Linked DNA regions of Rattus norvegicus: region 1 is linked to region 2. A link is a contact called in public Hi-C data. All regions are on one chromosome and are shown on one strand. The core of a region is the stretch at or near the end of the contact, and the rest is flanking DNA. Distances in the headings are between cores, read along the strand shown. Region 1 has its middle 130 kb from the start of Mir3588. Region 2 overlaps LOC103693508 (a long non-coding RNA gene).

What was found. Hi-C and Micro-C count contacts between places; a contact is called where the count stands out from the background.
Region 1: a Hi-C map of frontal cortex shows a contact between it and region 2, with 2.5 times the contacts expected there. The contact joins two enhancer-like sites. A contact is called at or near these places in 2 of 12 Hi-C or Micro-C datasets (frontal cortex and mammary epithelial cells) and 1 of 1 datasets of contacts at active chromatin or transcription factors (oligodendrocytes).

What each region holds. Positions count from the first base shown.
Region 1 is chr11:29,862,623-29,866,439 of GRCr8, forward strand. No RefSeq gene overlaps it. Among named protein-coding and RNA genes, the nearest start is that of Mir3588, 130 kb to the left of the region's middle. Within about 2 kb of position 2,134, at least 51 of the 93 cell types and tissues checked have an H3K27ac peak or open chromatin away from gene starts, as enhancers often do.
Region 2 is chr11:29,728,141-29,731,801 of GRCr8, forward strand. LOC103693508 (a long non-coding RNA gene) reads left to right here. Exons shown (of 9, transcript XR_010056223.1): 8 at 1-3,661. Among named protein-coding and RNA genes, the nearest start is that of Mir125b2, 2.6 kb to the right of the region's middle. Within about 2 kb of position 1,626, at least 37 of the 93 cell types and tissues checked have an H3K27ac peak or open chromatin away from gene starts, as enhancers often do.

The sequences.
Region 1 (3,817 bases), core at 884-3,383, 130 kb after region 2:
AAAAGTGGCCATATATTTTGCCTTTAAAAATTATTCAAATATTTTCTTTTCATACACAAAATACGGTCATCGTATTCTTTTCCTTCTTGCAAATCTTCCCAGATCCTCTCTACCTTTCTACCCACCCATTCTATGTCTGATGTGTCTCTCAAAAACAAAGAATAAATAAACAAAACCCAATAAAACAAAAGATACCCAAACAAACACGTAACTGTGACCACTTGCACACACGTGTGCACACACACACACACAGACACAGACACACACACACACACACACACACACACACACACACAAATAAATATCATGGTGTCTTTTTGTATGTTGGCCAACCACTCCTGTACATGGGATCTGTCTTGTAGTCTGGTTGATATACCCCAGTGACATTCCATTGGAAGAAAATGATCTTTCTTTCTGAGCAGGTATCATTTGCAAATAACTTTCCTGTCAGGGATGGTGATTAATGCTCGCTTACTCTTCTCAGTGTTGGAGTTGTCTAGATTGAATTTGTGCAGGTATTTTATATGTTGTCCTAGACACTATAAGTACACACACGCGTGCACACACACACACACACACACACACACACACACACGTGTGGAGGGGGAGCTTTTTGTGGATGATATTGTTTTCTTGTCATCCATTGCTTCTGGTTTCCAAAGGCTTCTCAACTTATCTTCTGTGTAGATCCCTGAGCCTAAAGGAAGGAGTGCTCCAAGGTCTGTTACACGTTCTGCACATGGTCATGTTGTGGGTTTCTATGTGAATCATCATCTCTGCCAGGAAAACATTCTCTGATGAGATTAAGTGGTGTAGAGATAAATGCTGTAGCAATATGACATTCGGAGTCATTTTATTGTTATGCTCCCTTCCTATAATAATCATAATATAATAATGAATGAGGCATCGCTCATTCATATTGTCCTAAGTAAGGAAGAACATTGCATCACAGAAGTTGGTGGGAGATGAGGTGGTTTCATAAGTCTTTTTGTTCTAATATCAGTTCCCCCAGCCACTTCCAGTCTAGTCCTTCATGTAGGGAAGGTGGGATAATGTCTAATGCTCACTTCGACATCCTGACTTCTGCCTTGATATCTCTCTTGTTATACTTTGGTTGTCATTGAAAATTATGCTAGCCAGGAATCCTATTCTTCACCTCCAAGTTTGACTGCATCATTTGCTAGGCCAAGTACAAGATGATGTTCAATGATGGTCTTCTCCTACGATTTATCAGGAACTGCAAGACATTGCCACCAAAGCATGAAAATGATCCCATTCTATGTGTCGTCCTCAGTGATGACAGCTACATGTCCACAGAGCCTGTTCTAGAAAACAGAAGAATATCATTGTTCACTCTTTCTTTTTTCCTCGTCTGTCATACTACCTCTATCAGATGTCCCCGTGTGGTAAGTGGCACACTGAGATTCTTAACCAATCTTTACTAAAAATCTTTACCCACTGTGACACTTTAGTTCATTGCTCAGAATTTATCTCCCATTGCAGCATAATCCAAAAGAAACAAAAGCATCCTTCTTCAAAGTTAACTGGCTTCCTTACCCCCCCAAAAAATAAAAATCTCCTAAATGGATATGAAAAGATATGAAAAAATTGGATGACAGAAAAAATGCTAGATCAAATTTAGAAACAAGAAAATATTCATAAACAGTAATTAAAAAGAAATATTTTACTTCTAATATTTATTTCAGAAATGTTCTGTCCATGATTTTAGACAATTTCACTTAATTAAACAAAGCAAAATATACCAATACCATGTAAAATACCACCACCTGTACCAGTGGCTGCTTTGGTTTTGCTTTGAGAAAACAATAACAGAGCAATGAGACAAAGGAAAAAAAATAAACAAGAAAGCTCCTTACTCGGGTATGTAGAGAGAGCGATCCATCAAATCTCTAATGCGTGCTATTATTTCCATTACGGTACTGTGTAGTGAGAGAAAAATAAGACATTTCTCAGAAGGGGGAGGTTTGCCTTTCTAATTCAATAGCACAGAAGCTAGCAACCCCGAGGTAAGATTCAGCAGGAGCTCCTCGTCAGTCCCGAGATGCAGACACTGCACACATCATCCATCTCACCGACACACACGGGGCCTCATTGTGGGGCTGCCAGACACAGTAGGCTGGAGGAGAATGTCACAGAATACAGAAAAGGAGGCAATGCGCTGGGATCATTACGGCTTCCATCTAGGAACAGTGCCACAACACGGTTCTGAGATAATTATTCAGAAATGAAGAGGAATCTTGCCCGTGGCCATCGCGATCAACACAGGTGCTTAAAGAGTTAAGGGAACCGGAAACTGTGTGCCAACCCTGGGAACGGTTTTGGTATAGTTTGGTATAGGTGCTGAATCATTTTTTTCAGGTTTATATTCCACCACCTTCTATTCCTCTAATTCTACACACACACACACACACACACACACACACACACAGAGAGAGAGAGGGGGGGGAGGGGAGAGGGAGCAAATAAACGACAGCAGCTGAAAAACAGCAACAAAACTCATGAAAGCCTGCTTAATAGACACGACATTATTGGGAAAGGTAGTGAAAATGCAACGCATAGGTAGAGGGAGATCGAGTATAACACATGGAGCAATTCCGTCCCAGGTACATGCCTCAGGCTTCCGCTCTGAAAGAGTAATAACAGAGTAAAACACAAGCAATCTGGAACAGGCTGTCCCTGTGTGGGCAAATGGATTTACACAGGTAAACACAGCCAAATGCAAGGAACAATGTAAGGACGTTTGAGACTTTGTGTCGTGGAAAAGATTTTAGGCTAGCTTCGAATATGGAGCACTTGCAGTTAACCCCTGTGTGGCCACTCAGAAGAATTACATGGTTTACTGTTAAACCCCGGGGACCTCGAAATCTATATAATGTCCTTGCTTCCTTTAAAAGGAGCCCATACTCTGCATACAAAGATCCTTGCCTCCCTCACACACTTCCTGCCTTTCATTTAAAGCAGAACTTCCTTGAAGGAAGAAGACAATTAGTGCAAAATCCATCAGAAGGCGCCTCAACCTGTCCTGCCGTCTCCAGCCAGGAACTCTCTGGAAGGAGGCCATTTAACACTCATTATTTGCTTAGGCCATGGCCTATTTTTCCAGGCTGTTGTATAAGTCAAATCCATTACTTCGTTTCTCATAGCCTCTCCACAAAACACAAAAGCAGACGGATCTTCCAAACTCAGACAGAGTATTGCGCACAGCCAAGTGGGCTGAAAGCACAGGCTGCCAAGTTGGCCGGCACAGCTCCACGAGTTACTCTCTTTCCAGAGCTTCAGCGACAACAAAGGCTGACCGCATCAAAACGGATGCAAGGGGCCTTATATGTTTCTGCGTAGATAGAATCCTGACTCGCTGAGGCAGACAAGAGATGTGTTAGTGTGGTCTGGACACCAACATTTGCACATAAATAAATCTGAGCGAGAACAACTTCATGTTGAGGAGACACGAGGTGGGATGGCTTAAATCCTCATGACGCTCAAGTCTTTCATGCTCACAGGAGGATCTTGGGTCACACTCTGCAGACTGTTCTTCATAGGCAGTGATTATTACACCGACGTGAAATAGCTTCTTTTCTGAGTGTTTACAAAGGTCCTGGCGTTGTGATAAGTCTTGTACGTGGATCATCTACCTCTCGCTGTAACTTTGGAGTTACTCTGAAGCTAGAGGGGAGAATACTGAAGTCCAGTGTTTAGACACGTGTACCAACTAATGGTGACAGAGTCGGCCCATCCTCCCAGAAGAGAGCTGTTTAAATGGCTCCTGCTATAACTCTGCTGCCTCTTGATTTTGTTG
Region 2 (3,661 bases), core at 376-2,875:
TAATATTTGAAAATAATTGATACTCCACGATTGTACATGCGATCCATGTTTCAAATTAAACGCAGACACGAAGTCAAAGTTTTTCGATATAAATACTTTTCCTGTGGTTGCTGCATAAATCCTGATCTAGGGATTAGTTGCTTAGAAGCTGAAAGGTAGTAAGGACCTCAAGCTTGGATCTATGATGTTAGTTACCACACTGTTGGATTTTAACAGTTTCTTTCACACATAAATGTTGATGTAGCCAAACGTGCCTTCCTATTGGCCCTAAGAGAGGTCCTGACAGAGGCTGGCCACTTGGAACTGGCTAACCCATGTCTGAATAGAAACATTGTAACCCATAATCATTCAGTAATAATTATTTTCCTTCCAATGCTTATTGCTTTGATCTTCTCAACTCCTTAGTTCATATGTTTGTGCTTTCTGTGGAGTCAAGCCCTGTATGCTTGTCTAGATGTAAAGAAAGAAATGCCATAGATTAAGGGGAAAAGTTGAATGGGACTTCGCTCTATCATGTCCCAACAGCTACAAGTGGATGTTTGTGTGCAAGGTCTACAGAGTTGGATATCAGTGGTCAGTTGCTGTAAGCACAGTTCATTTATTAAAGTAGTTGAGCCTTTAGATCTGGTAGCCATAGCAAAGTCATGACACTAATTCACCAAGAGTGTTGTGGGTAACTATTTGGGGGAACAAAGGCAGCATCAAGAATGCACAGATGCAAGAGAGTTAAAAAATCAAAATAAAGTTGATCAAGGAGAGAGAGGCAATCAGCTAAGGCATAAGACGGGACAGATTCTGCAGGCTTCTTGCTACCACTGGCAAATAAGTGTGCTACACGAACCTGTGGGTGTCTGTCTTTATTTCAACGTCTCATCCGATTCTGAGCTTGAGTCATTCACGATCTCCAGACTCAGAAATCATACTTCATATTCTCTGTGACGGTTAACAACACGATGGCTCTGTTCCTTCCCGCCTTTCTTTCTCTGGGTATCCATTTCATCTCTTTTTTCTTCGACTTCTCCCATCCTTTCCCTTCCTGCCTTTTTTTTTTTTCCTTTCTCCTGAGAGTATGCACTCAACATCCTGTTTCCTACTGGTGGACACTTCTTTTTCCTTTTCTTTTTCAGTCGGTCTTTGTGCTTGGGGTCTGCTGCCCCCCCTCCAGCCCAACCCATTCCACCCCACCCCAGTTCCCTTTTCCTTTTTCTTTCAAATCAGAAGCCTGTACGAGCTGATTTTTACTTGCATCTCTTTATGGATCGTGGGATGTTTTCTTTGGAAGCTCAGCGAATGGCTGGTTGTTCTTTGCGTTTGTTGTTACCACAGATCTGTTGCCAAACTGCTACCTTAGTTGGTCCTGCAGTGCCGCGTTGCATGCTGGGATTGTCTGTGAGAGTAAACTGACATATTTGCAGCACCAGCCAGCATTGGCTGGAGGATGGTGATATTTGCTTCCCTTTTGTATGCCTTTTTTTTTTTTTTTTTTTTTTTTTGTATGCTGTACAGTCACCAATAGCTAGTTCTGCCCGGCAAGTAATTCAGAAATACTGCTAGTGTAGAAAGGGAAGGTAGCAGTTTACCACACTGTCATCACAGGGAGCTATTGAAGAACAAAGGAACCGGTGCCTTGTATGTTGTGAAACACCAGCACAGCCATGGCCAAATGTTTTAGCTCTTTTAGTAACAGTGTACAGATGCACAGGAATCCACATTTTACTTAGAACTACATGTCTAGTCCTTAATATGCAGAACCAGAACACTTCTACAGCGTACATATTCACGAACAGTCCTTTATTAATATTTTTAAAAGTCGTTAAAATTAAAATGTACTAATATTCAGTTAGTCAATCTCATTCTACCAAGTTGTCAACACAGTTTAAATCACATTGATGAGTCAGATCTTGGCAAGTCTTGTCTTTTAATTCCTACGAAATGAGAGCATAGCTAATAAAAACATGAAGCTATAACTTCGATTAAAATTCCAGGTTTTTTTTTTTTGACTAGAAAGGATTGGTCTTTACACACCCAGCCCTACCGGTGCATGGGTGTCTGATGCTGGGTGGGGTCTTCACATAAAAACAGATAGACTCTCTTCTCTCTTTTGCCCTTCCTTCAGTCAAAGAGGGAAAGAAAATGAAACCGAGAAACCGCAGAATAAAGTCTGAGACTGTTAAGAAACTGCTGGTATTTTTTTTTTCCTGTGTCACGTGTGTGTGAGCCTGCCTGGCTGCTTCCTTAGGTGGGGACCCGGCCGAGAGACTGTGCCTGAGTCTGTTTCCACGCTGCTCTTGCAGATCTGTCTTATTGATTAGCAAGGAAAAGGGTGGGGATTAGCGGCAGGGGAGGGGAGCACTAACTGGCGACTGGCTCGTTGAAGCACAAGACATTTTCTTCCGGGAAGATGTCAAACAGCTGAGAAACAGCCACAGAGGAAGTACAAAGGTGGAAAAATAAGAACGAAACGAAGGCATTTCCTAGGAGAATCTCGAGGCTTTTTTTTTTCCTTTGCTCTCTCCCTCTCTCTCTTTCTCCCCATTTCCTTCCATCATCTGACCTGCAGAGGCTACAGTGACAGCGTCATGCAAATGCCGCAGTCCAGCAGGTCTGGGAGAGGGTGGATGCCAGACTGTGCGTTAATGTTAATGATGAGCGCAGTGAAAATACCAGCCGCCGCCACCCCTTGCACACAGAAGCGCTCTGAGTCAGCATCAGATGCTAGCCCGACTCTCCGCGTGTCTGTATGCCTGTGCGCGCGCGCGTGCTCGCTCGGGCATCCGTGTCTAGCCGAGGGGAGGGGGTGGCGTGTGAGTGCGTGGAGGGTAAAAGCCAGTCAGTCAGTGAGAAGCAAAGGTACGTTGGAGAGCAACTAAAATCTGACTGATTTCCATCTTTGGAGCATCAGATGTATTCCCTAAGGAAGATGGGTCTCCGTGATGGGGGTGGTATAATTATGTTAATGTCATATTTATGGAGGGGTGAGATTTTTCATTCTAATAATTGGTTGAATGCTATGGTCAAAAATTGTAAAGCCATATTCAGTTCTAAGGAAAAGCATGGACTTTTATATAAGTACTGTTTTATTTTATCTCTTTTTCTTTTTTCTTTTTGCTTTTTGTGAATGCTGGTTTTTGGTTGTTTCTTTTGGATTTTTTTTTTAAACTATTTATTTGGGTCCATAAGTGATTCAGTATGGGGAAATCAAATGATAAACAGAAAGAGATCTTATATAATGATGCATTACATCACGGAACAGAATGTTTAAGTCTTACAAGGCAAAGTAAAGATCTGGGCAGGGGCGAAGGGGGGTGGGTGGTTAGAAAGGGGTGTGGTACTAGGGTGGGGGAGGGGAACACTTAGCAAATATTTTGTTCAGCCTAGCTTTCCTTGCAGCTTTGCCTGGGAGTGGATGATTCACCTGCCTAGAGGAAAACACTCTAAATCGTTCCATTCTCTCTCTCTCTCTCTCTCTCTCTCTCTCTCTCTCTCTGTCTCTGTCTCTGTCTCTGTCTCTGTCTCTGTCTCTCCCTTTCTAACCTCCTCTTTTCCCTTTTAAGATCAACTACTTCAGAAGAACCAGATTCCACTTATGTGGCCAGGAGTTTTATGCCGTGCTAAGTGTGATTGTTTTACCCTGCCTTCTGTGCTACTAAACCCTAGACCA